2 separate regions of the Ovis aries genome follow, and region 2 is linked to region 1. The links are chromatin contacts, called in public Hi-C maps. All regions are on one chromosome and are shown on one strand. Each heading gives the region's core, a stretch centred on a gene start, on an enhancer-like site or on the middle of the called end of the contact. The rest is flanking DNA. Distances are from core to core; before and after follow the strand shown. Region 1 holds the start of DALRD3 (DALR anticodon binding domain containing 3). Region 2 overlaps PRKAR2A (protein kinase cAMP-dependent type II regulatory subunit alpha).

Region 1 (5,381 bases), core at 2,864-5,363:
GGAGGGGCTAGTGAAAGCTCAGGGCACCGCTGCATTCTGCAGAAGGTGACAAGGCCCTCCTGGACAAGTCAGGTTAAGTTTCGGTGGTTCATTCTGCAGACTGGGCCTGAGATGTGAGTGCAGCCCCTCCAGGTGGGGGAATGAGAGCAGCTCCTGTCACTCGGCCTTCATGACAGAGGAAGTTGAAAGTGGCACAGGCATTGGGCTGCAATGAGAAAGCTAGCGTCAGCTGGCCCAGGGCTCGGCCTGGGCTCCCCTCCAAGTCCCCCAGTCCCGGACGTACTGTGTCCTGCACCTCCACCGCGATGCCCCTCTGCCTCATGGCTCGCAGCACGTGGGGCTGCAGCCGCTCAGTCCGGTCTCCGGTGCCCACCACAACAATCTCTAGGAAAGGATAGGCTCGGCTAGTCTACAAGCAGCTCGGTCGAGAGGGTGCCTTTCTGGGCTCAGCACTTCAGCCCTCCCCTCCATCAATACCTATCCTGGGCTCCAGCATCCAAAAGAGAGAGAAGCTTTCCTCGGTGATGTCCTGGTAGGAACCTACCTGTGTGGGGAGAGGGCAAGATAAATGTAAGCCCACGTAGGTGTTCCCAGAAACCCTCTACCTGCTCCAGAGTGGGATGAAAGAAATGCCAGGTTTGCTAGGGACAGGCAGGCCCGTGACTCCGGCTCTCGGTTTCCTCACTGTAGGGAGGCGCTCACGTTCCACTGCACCACCGACTGTGGGAGGAGCGCGCAGGGTCCAAACACGCGATTCCCGTTGACCACGAAGCCGCGGCTGCTGTAGCTGTCGATGTACATGGCGAGGGGGGACTCGCGCTGCAGTAGTGAGATACGCGTCCGTTGATACAGCTCGTCATCCGCCGGCGTGAGCCGATGTCCCCGCCGCGGGGCCCTGCAGAAAGGTACTGTCAGGGGGCCGGGAATGGCCGGCCGTGGGGCGGATGGTCAGGGACACCGCGTCCGGGCTCACCATGGCAGCTCCGCGGGCGGACAGCGAAGCGCAGGTCGCGCGCGGTACAGGTTCCGAAGCACAAACGCTGCGGCCATGGCGGACCGGCGCGCAGGGAGGCTGGCGCAGGGTCAACGGGGTCGCGGCGTCCCCCAGCCCAGCGCGGCTCTAGCGCCCCCAGCGTCGCGGAGGACACCGCGCGGCTCGGCCGGCCCAGCGCGGGAGAAGGGAGGGAGCGGGCCAGGGGCCTCCGTCCCAGGGGGCCGCGTCCCCCAGCGCGGCTCCGGTGTCAGCACCTGCCATCCTCCCCGCCCCGGGCGCCCGCAGGCCGCCCTGGGAGAGCCGGACACCTGGAGGCGCGGCCGGCCGCAGGGCACTGCCTGGCCCCCAGCTCTCAGCCATTACGCTGGGCTCCCAGGGCCGGGGGAGGGCGGCCGAGCACCTGTTGGAGTCGCGCACACCTGGCCTGGGCGTGGCGCCCGCCCACAACCCCCCAGCCTCTAATCCCGGCTTTAGAGCTTCGGGTTCCGAGGGCGGGGCGGGCAGCTCAGGTTTCCGTCGCTCGCCCCCCGAGTCCCGCCCCTCCCTAACCGTCACCCGCGCGACCGTTGGCGTCGCGGCCGCGAGTCGCACGGGGCGTGGCTGCGCCTGGATTGGCCTCTCCGGAGCCCGAGGGGGTGTGGCTGGGGGTTTCGCCTTAAAATGGCTCCAACGCTGCAGCCGGAGCAAGCGGAAGGGGACGCGTTGGTGGGGAACTTCAAGCTGGTCGTTGCGACTACCGGGCCAGACCGGACCGGATGGTGAAGTAGACAGCGGCTGGAGCCTCGCCCTGTTGTCGCGCACTTCGCTCGCGCTCCGAGAATCCCGTGACCTGCGTTTTGAGCCGAATCAGAAGGCCTACTGGCGTGAGAATCGCTGGCACCCGCGCAGGTTCCAGCATCTCCGCGCGACCACAGTGTTTTGGCCTTAGGGGCACGTTGCCGCATCTCCTACCCGCAGGGCCGGGCAGGCGGGAGGCTCGGCACAACCGAGGACGGTCGCAGTGGGTTTCCGGGATTCCTGGCGCTGCAGTTCGGGCCCACTGGGCGTCTAGCGCTCCGGGTACTGGCAGCGTCACCGGACAAAGGGCCCTGGGTGCGGGGGAGTCCCCGAGGAGGGTTTACTTCCTCTCCGACCCCACGGGCGCGCTTCCCTCTTGGCCTGATCCCGACGCCCGACCCACCGCCGTCACTACAGTGGGCCCTGACGGCATGGGACCAACATGGCTAACTGTACCCTGCGGATCTAATCCGAATCGAGACCTGGTCCGAGGGAAGGCCCCCCACCACACCTGTTGTTTGGGGGCCTAGGTGAGCGGCTTTTTCCCATTCGTCTTGGTTTCACCGTCTACTCCTGGGTCCGCCTCCTGGGATAGCAATGGTGGGTTTTGATTTCCCTAGGGAGAAGGATAATCCTCTCAAACCGCCCTCCCACCCTCCCTGCCCCGCCATGGCTGGACAGCGGGCAACGGAATCCCAAAAGCAGCTGTTGTCTCCAGAGCATTCCAGCTGCGCTTGGATTTCGTTCCCTGCTCTCCTGCCTGAGCAGCGTCCTGACTGAGGTGGGGTTGGCTAGCCCCTGACCCCCAGACATACTTTATTGGGTCGCTCTGGTTTCCGTCTCTTTCTCAGGTGTGCCCTCAGGCTGGACGTGACAGGAGTAGACGTCAGAGAACCGAGGCGGTGGCCACCTTTGGAGCCCGAGATAGCACTGGCAAGGGAGGGAGGACCCAGGGCCTCCGGATAGGGCTGCAATGGAGGTGAGTCCCACAGGGCCGCCTCAGCCCGCAGCTCGCTAAAGATAGCCCTTCACTTCCTGGGGTAAAACCACCCTCAACGGTCTTAATGCACTTAGAGTAGCTGAAGTCCCCAGCTTGGCCTCCAGACCCCCAGTCCTGTTAGCAGCCATCCCCTGGTCTTGCTCGTGAGGCATGGAAAGCGCTTTGGAATGACACGATCACTCCCGTTGAGTGGGCACCCAAGAAGCCATCGGGAATGTCGTGTCCGCCCAGTGCTCTTTCGGAGCTTCCCAGCGGGGCCTTGCAGCCCTAGCCCAGAAGGGGTTCTTGCCAAGCTTTTCCTGCACCTAGGTTCCTCTGTATTCTGAGCTCTGTTTACTCACTGCTCTGGGGCAGAGATCGGGGGTGGTCAGTGCTCTGCTGCACAGTGCTCTAGTGTCTCACGTTCCATCCCTATTAAGAAAAGAGAGAGCAAGGGTTACGTGAAGACATTGAGCAGCCCTGACGGGAAGGAGGCGAGAGTTGGTAGAGGAATTGGACGCTCAGAGAACTGTCCTTCAGCTGGGTCTTTTCAGGTCACATTGTTTATCTGACCCGCAATGGCTGGCAGTCTAAACCAGGAAATGGGAGGGTCCTTGTTACAGTACAGTAGGTTAAAGGAGAAGCATTAAAGCCTTCTGGAAACTATTATGATGGTTCTAATTATTCAAGATCCAAGAGAAGAAAACCAGCAATTCTATCAGAGTGGACACATGAGGAGTAAAAGACAACCCCTATCTCAAAGGAGGGAATGCTTGCAAATAACCTGAAACTAAAGACCTCAAATTCCCTTTAAAAATGTCTTTTTTCAGTAGGTCATGAGCGTGGCTTTTACGCTGCCTGCCCCCTTTCAGAATCCACTTGTAGCTTGAGGTGTTTAGACCATGTGTGCTTAGACACTTGTCGTGCCCGACTCTTTGTGACCCCATGGACTGTGGCCCGCCAGCTCCGCTGTCCATGGGGACTCTACGCAAGAAAACGAGCGGGTTGCTATTAACTTCTCCATTGATCATGTGTACATGGAGGAAATGAAACGTTATACAAATACATAAATGTAAGAGAGACAACCCTGCCTCGGCCCCACCGGATTGTGTAGATTCTTTCCCTTATTGCTACTGCGGGCAACAGCGAGAGAGCCCTAAGTCCTGAGTAGACCCCGAGATTTCTTACCCTAGTCCTGACCAGTCAGGTGGACCACGCGGCGGGTAGGGCTGGGGCCAGGGAGCGAAAGCAACTGTCCACTGTCCACTCAGGAGTCCCTGCCCGTTCCCCCGCTCCAACCAATTGGCCTTCCCGGAAATCCCGCCTCGACGTTTTGCTTCCGGTCCCGCCTGCCCCTTCCGGTAGCCATGCGCCTCGGGGTAGAGGAGACCCTGGGAGCCCTGAACTCGGCCTTGGGGCCTGGCGGCCCAGTATGGTTCAAGGAGACGCACGCCCGCCACCTGCGTGCCCGAGACTTCTTGGCACCGCGCCGCGCACTGCAGGCGCGCTTTGGGGACGACCAGGTAGGCGCGTGCATGGAGGGGACGTGGGCCGGAGACAGGTGGGAGCGCAGCGGCCCGCTCACCTTCCTGGCTTTCCGCAGGTGCCTGAGGGCGTGGTTCACGCCATCGTTGGCCTACAGGGTCCGGGCGTGGCCCCGGTGCTGTGCTGCGCGCCGACCCCCGCGGGGCTGGCGCTTCAGCTGCAGCGGTCCGCTGTCTTCGAGCGTGTGCTCTGTTCCGTGGCCGCCTATGCCGCGCCCGCCGCCCCCACCGGCCCTACCCCGCGCGTCGTCCTGCACTGCCCGGCGCTGCGCGGCAGCCCCAGCACCCTCCGCCTGAGCCAGCTCCGTGCCGTGCTCGTGGCGGACCACCTGGCGCGAATTCTGCAAGCTCACAAGTGAGTGAGGGCGCGGGCCCAAAACGAAGGTGCGCAATGGCTTCGGGCGGCAGCAGTCCGCGCTGGTGCGCGTGGGATCGGAGCGAGCTGAGCCAGGTACTCAGGCTCAGCGGCCGTCTCGCTTCGCAGGGTGAGTGTGCGCCGAGTCCCCGCTGTGCGGGACCCGCACATGCCGACCTTTCTGCGGCAGCTGCGGGTGGACTGGCCCGAGGTCTCAGAGAAACCCTCGACCGAAGCCCTAAGGAATCGCGCGATTGCAGAGCTCTCCCCTGCCCGTGAGGCTGGAGCCCTGCCCCCTGGCACCCTGGGTCGAGTGTGCCTGAAGGAACTGATGGAGGAGCGGGGACGCACAGCTGGCTATGACCCCAGTGTGGACAGCTGTCTGGGTAGGCCCGGGATCCGAGGGGCCGGAATGTCGGGACGCCGCCACCCCCGCACTCCCCGGCCGGCCTCAGCCGTGTGTTCTCTCCCCAGTGACGGAGGATCTGCTCTCTCTGCTGGCCGAGCTGCAGGAGGCTGTGCAGGCTGGTGCCGAGGGCAGCTCCCTAGGCCTGGTTAGTGACTGCCGCCCCACCCTGGTATGCTTCTGGCAAACCAGGTGTAGTGTGTCCCCCACAGTGACTGTCCTGCCCTACAGGCTGCGGCCCCAGATGCGGGCGCAGATAGCTATGTGGTCCTACACGTAGTGAGCTGTGAGGAGGAGTTCCAGCAGCAAAAGTTGGACCTGCTTTG
Region 2 (5,305 bases), core at 636-3,135, 140 kb after region 1:
GTCTGTCCTTCCCCACCTGCCTGTGAGTCCATTTGTCCACCTGTACACTAGATCTCAACCCTTCATCCTTCCAGCAGTTACCTCTTCTTTATCCTGCATAATCTTCATCCTTCAGCTAGATTTTCTCAGCAGCATATCATTGGTGCTCCCTTCTTAAAATGAAACTTTTACAAATCACTCTTCCCTCTCCAGCTGCCACTCTTTCTCTCTGCCTATCTTTATAGCAAAACCTCTTGAAAGAGTGGTCCATACATGCTTCCCGTTCTCTTCTGTTCTCTCTTGAGCCCATTCTAGTCAGACTTTTGTTCCCATATCTCACCAAAGCTACCTTTGTGAACTGCTCACTCACATTCTTCAGACCCTCATGTGAAGGATACCTTCTCAGGCCTTAAGTAAGACCTATCTGAAATCCTTGCCCCTCCCCAGCACACAAACACAGCCTATCTCCCTACTTTATTTTCTCCTTAGTGCCCTTCCTCTTTTAACTTACTTATCCCATTTACCATCTAGTTCACTATGCAAGGGTATAAATGCCAGTCAGGCAGGGAATTTCATCTGTTTTGTTCACTGGTATATAGTTAACATTTGCAACAGTGTTGGTAAATATGGCCGGATCAGGAAGGATCGGGAAACAGGAAGAGAAATTATTGTAGGCAGAAAAAAAATCAAGAAGTGCTTCTTGGAGGGAGGCAGAAATTGCACTGGAAGTTGAAAAACATGGTTATTCTTGGGCTATAGTACCAAGAAGGGTGCATTCCAGGTAGAAGAATGTCTGAAGCCTTGAAGGAGGATAAACGGGACCCAGCTGCTCTGGCCATAGGAGAGGAGATGAAATTGGAGGAGCTTCTCTGGTGGACCAGTGGTTAAGACTCTGCTTCCACTGCAGAGAGCATGGGTTCAGTCCCTGGTCAGGGAAGATCTGCATGTGCCTGTGAGGTACAGCCAACGGAAAAAAAAAAAGTTAATAAAATGAACTGGAAAGAGAGTTAGGGAATGGACTCCTGATGTGATCCAAGGATCTCAGCTAAACTATTTGTGTGAATACATGTGCTTCTGTCAGACACTGCAGAAGAGAATTCAACACTCAGGATGTCTGACTGAATAATAACCTGGAAGGTAAAGCAGCAGAGGAGAGCTCGCAGTTGTTGAGTGTCTCCTGTGAGCCAGGCCTTGTATTTAAATGTCTCCTCATACTATTAACCCTTTAACATGGTTCTAGGATTGTTATGCCGTCATACCGTTGAAGAGACCAAGGACTGGGGACGTAGAGAAATACTGTGGAATGATGTATCCACCCTCAGACTGTAGTGTGCATAGCTTCAGAGATGAGGCCTTCCCCTCTTTGATGCTGCCTCTCCCCTACAAAGTATTGGAATTGAAAAACTGCAGCTTCCAAATCCTGCGTTCTAGCAGAACAGCCCCTCTACATCAAACAATGAATACATCAATTGGAAGACAATCCATAAATTCTTTAAAGGCAGATTTCTTGAATTTGTCCTAGATTAGCATTGACTGTCCTTGAGTTTGAAATATCAGTTTGATTCTGTTACTTTAAAAACTTGAAAAACCAAAAACCTTTCATTTTACAGATTACTGCTGTTTAAAAAGGCACCCAGTGGAAAAAAAAATAAAAAGGCACCCAGTCTGTAGTGTTTTGTTATGGCAACCCTAGCTCTCTCATATACCAGGCTGTATCAACTCTTCACGGGAACCAGCAGGACAGCGCAGGGCCTGACGCCAGTGACCAGGCCTGGTAGAAATGAAGGGGTTTTCTCTCACAAGTACATTTTAGTGATTCACATTTCTGGATGAAGAAAGCAGCCGTTAAAACCTAGAGGAGGAGGTTATGCTGGCTGATCTATTGTTCCTTTGTACAGTTCCCTGTTACTAACTAGTGACATCTGCTGGACAGTGGGGGCAACATTGACTCCCTCAAGTGAGGGGCTGTGCTGCTCTTTTAGCCTTTGTCTTCAGCAGGTCTTGAGCATCTCAGGACATTCAGTGTAGTTCTTGAGGCTGCAGAGAGGATCACACTGACGCTGGGACTCCCCAGGTAACTTTTACACTGAGATAAGCTTCCTGATATTTAGAGCCATAAGGGACAGCAATCACAGAGACCTAAGAATAGATTTTTATATAGAAAATGAGAAAAGTAATTTGGGATCAGGATCAGGAAGAAGTAGAGAGGTTGAGGTAAACAGAGGAAGAAGAAAAAGGAGCTGTCTGGTGTTCAAAAAGAAAAGCGAAAACATCCAAACCAATTAAAAAAAATAAAGATACACTGTTTTCCTACTAATGTCTGTGTGCTCAGTCATATCCAACTCTTTGCGACCCCATAGACTGTAGCCCACCAATTTCTCTGTCCACGGGATTTCCCGGGCAAGAATTCTGGAGTGGGTTGCTACTTCCTTCTCCATTTTTCACAAATAGGAAACATTAATGATTTTAATGAAAATAATTGCTTTTGTTTAAATCATAGTGCTGTGTCTTAAGACTTCAGGATGTAACATTTGTTGCCTCAGTTACATTAATGTCTAAAAATACAAAAATGAGCTAAGTGCTACAGTACTTTCCTCCAAAATCCGAAGAAGAGCAAGCCTGAAAATAAGCGAGCTCAATCCTGTCAGTCTCATCATTAAAAGACTTATTATTTTCAACTTTTTAAATGAAAAATTTCCATACATATGCAAAAGTAGAGAAAGTATAATAATCCCCATGTACCCATCTGTTTCCCAAATGAGGGTTTTTTAAATGCATTTTTCAAAGAAGACATTTTGAAATCCTGGACCAAGGAGTAACAGGGTAGATGGAATAAAGGTCAAGTATGAGAATATTTCTGAGGCAGATTTTGATGTATTCATTGGGTAACAGGTGGAAAGAAGGCAGTAATAGTGAGTTCCAAATTTCTAGGTTAGAAAACTGGGCTGACAATGACAGCATCAATCAAGAGCACGGAGAACCAAGAAGTTTGCAGTTCAACATAGTATCTGATGAGCTGCCTTCAAAACAGCTTCCTCAGCCCCCTACCCAAATACCTACGAAAATGTGAAAAGTGACAGCAGTAACATCTAAGAACTCAGGAAGGTGTCTGCCTTAATCTTTAGGACAGACCTAAGATGAACTTGTTTCCTTGTGGAAACAAGAACGGCTTGGTGAAAGATAAGGAATCATTGTATTCCATCCCTTACCTGGCTCAGCTCCAAAAGCCTGTGCTACCAGGGGTTGGGCAGTGCTCTATACAGAACATTACCTGATGCTGTTTTAGGGATTAGAATGATGTCTGTTCTCTTACTCCCTTCTCCCGAGTTTTTCTCCGTCTCTTTAAGGATCCTGGTTTCCTATTAGGCAGAGTATTAATGGCAGTGCAGCACAGAAGGCATGGCCCACACCTATAGGCTGGACAAGAAAGGGCGTCCTGTCTACAGGTCATGTGGGGAGTCACCGTTTCTCAGGTATTCCATTAGTTCAGAAAATCAGTGGGAAGGAGGAAGCTGGAGGACAGCTAGACCAGCACTGCAGGGAGTAAATGTCTCTAAGAAATCAGGGATTGAGAGTGGTATGTATCATCTCATCCCTTCATTGTAGATACATAGAGATTTTTAGCCATCATACAGAAGAATGGAGTGTAGGGTCAAGAACCAGTTATATTCCTTACCTGCTCACAAATAAGACGTAAACCCTAACAAACATTATAAGGCTTGTAAATGAACTTGGTGGATTAAGGATATAAGAAGAATGAAGATTAGAAGGGTCCACTACAGAATGCTAATTTGTCGTTTAGTTGCTCAGTCATGCCTGACTCTTTGCGACCCCATAGACTGCAGCACGACAGGCTTCCTTGTCCTTCACCATTTCCTAGAGTTTGTTCAGACTTATGTCCATTGATTTGGTGATACTGTCCAACCATATCTGTCCTCTGTTGTCCCCTTCTTCTGCCTTCAGTCTTTCCCAGCATCAGGGTCTTTTCTAGTGAGTCACATCACATCTTCACATCAGGTGGCCAAAGTATTGGACCTTCAGCTTCAGCATCAGTCCTCCCAATGAGTATTCAGGGTTGATTTCCTTTAGGATTGATTTGATTTGATCTTGCAGTCTGAGGGACTCCCAAGAGTCTTCTCCAACACCACAGTTCCAAAGCATTAATTCTTCGGCACTCAGCTTTCTTTATGGTCCAACTCTTACATCCGTACATGACTACTGGAAAAACCATAGCTTTTGGAAAAACCATAGCTTTGACTAGATGGACATTTGTCAGCAAAGTAATGTCTCTGCTTTTTAATATGCTGTCTAGGTTGGTCATAGCTCTTCTTCCAAGAAGCAAGCATCTTTTAATTTCATGGCTGCAGTCACCATCTGCAGTGATTTTGGAGCCCAAGAAAATAAAGTCTGTTGCTGTTTCCATGATTTATCCATCTATTTGCCATGAAGTGATGGGTCCAGATGCCATAATCTTAGTTTTTTAATGTTGAATTTTAAGCCAGCTTTTTCACTTCTCCTCTTTCACTTTTATCAAGAGGCTCTGTAGTTCCTCTTCACTTTTTGCCATAAGGGTAGTATCATCTGTATATCTGAGGTTATTGGTATTTCTGCCAGCAGTCTTGATTCCAGCTTTGCTCCATCCACCCCAGCATTTTGCATGATGTACTCTGCATATGTGTATAAGTTAAATAACCAGGGTGACAATATACAGCCTTGACATATCCTTTCCCAATTTGGAACCAGTCTGTTGTTCCATGTCCGGTTCTAACTGTTGCTTCTTGATCTGCATACAGATTTCTCAGGAGGCAGGTTCAGGTGGTCTGGTATTCCCATTTCTTTAAAAATTTTCCACAGTTTGTTGTGATCCACTCAGTCAAAGGCTTTGGCATAGTTGCATGAGAGGGCAAGAGAAGTAAAAATTTTAAGGGCAAAATCTGTAATACAAGACAGCCTTGAAGAGAGGACAGTTGTTGAAAGAGCTCGGATAGAGAAAAGAACCAAGATAATGGCAATTAAAGTTCCAGAAAACCAGAACAAATGAAACGTGATAATAGGAGTAGTTCAACGAGTTGGCATGTACTGCCTCCTTACCGTGTGCCCCGCGCTTGTTTACTTGAAACCTTACAACAGTCCTCAGAGGGGAATCGCTACTGTTGGCTCCAGTGTGCAGAAGAGAAGGTGGAGATTTGAAGTAAACCAAGCCAGGTCACACAGTTATTGCAAATAATTGAGGATTTTTTAGAAGAAAAACTTTTCCTTAGCTGTAATGACGTATACTAAAGCTCTTGTGAGGAAGGAACAGGTTTGTAGCTTTCTGGGTAATGCC

The links. A called contact is a pair of places that touch in the nucleus more often than the background predicts.
Region 2: a Hi-C map of hypothalamus shows a contact between it and region 1, with 3 times the contacts expected there. The contact joins the enhancer-like site here to the promoter of DALRD3 in region 1. A contact is called at or near these places in 4 of 16 Hi-C or Micro-C datasets (blood, hypothalamus and muscle).

The regions. Positions count from the first base shown.
Region 1 is chr19:51,014,557-51,019,937 of ARS-UI_Ramb_v3.0, forward strand. It overlaps DALRD3 (DALR anticodon binding domain containing 3), which reads left to right and starts at 4,114. Exons shown (of 12, transcript XM_042236239.1): 1 at 4,114-4,273; 2 at 4,354-4,649; 3 at 4,779-5,035; 4 at 5,124-5,203; 5 at 5,287-5,381. The coding sequence starts at 4,118. It overlaps NDUFAF3 (NADH:ubiquinone oxidoreductase complex assembly factor 3), which reads right to left and starts at 1,075. Exons shown (of 5, transcript XM_004018476.5): 1 at 974-1,075; 2 at 703-895; 3 at 478-544; 4 at 284-384; 5 at 1-205. The coding sequence starts at 1,050. The coding sequence ends at 89. MIR191 (microRNA mir-191) reads left to right here and starts at 2,443; the gene lies at 2,443-2,533.
Region 2 is chr19:51,161,741-51,167,045 of ARS-UI_Ramb_v3.0, forward strand. The region is part of intron 2 of PRKAR2A (protein kinase cAMP-dependent type II regulatory subunit alpha); the gene reads left to right. Among named protein-coding and RNA genes, the nearest start is that of PRKAR2A, 30 kb to the left of the region's middle. Within about 2 kb of position 1,886, at least 15 of the 54 cell types and tissues checked have an H3K27ac peak or open chromatin away from gene starts, as enhancers often do. A contact at or near this core is called in hypothalamus, where this site is marked.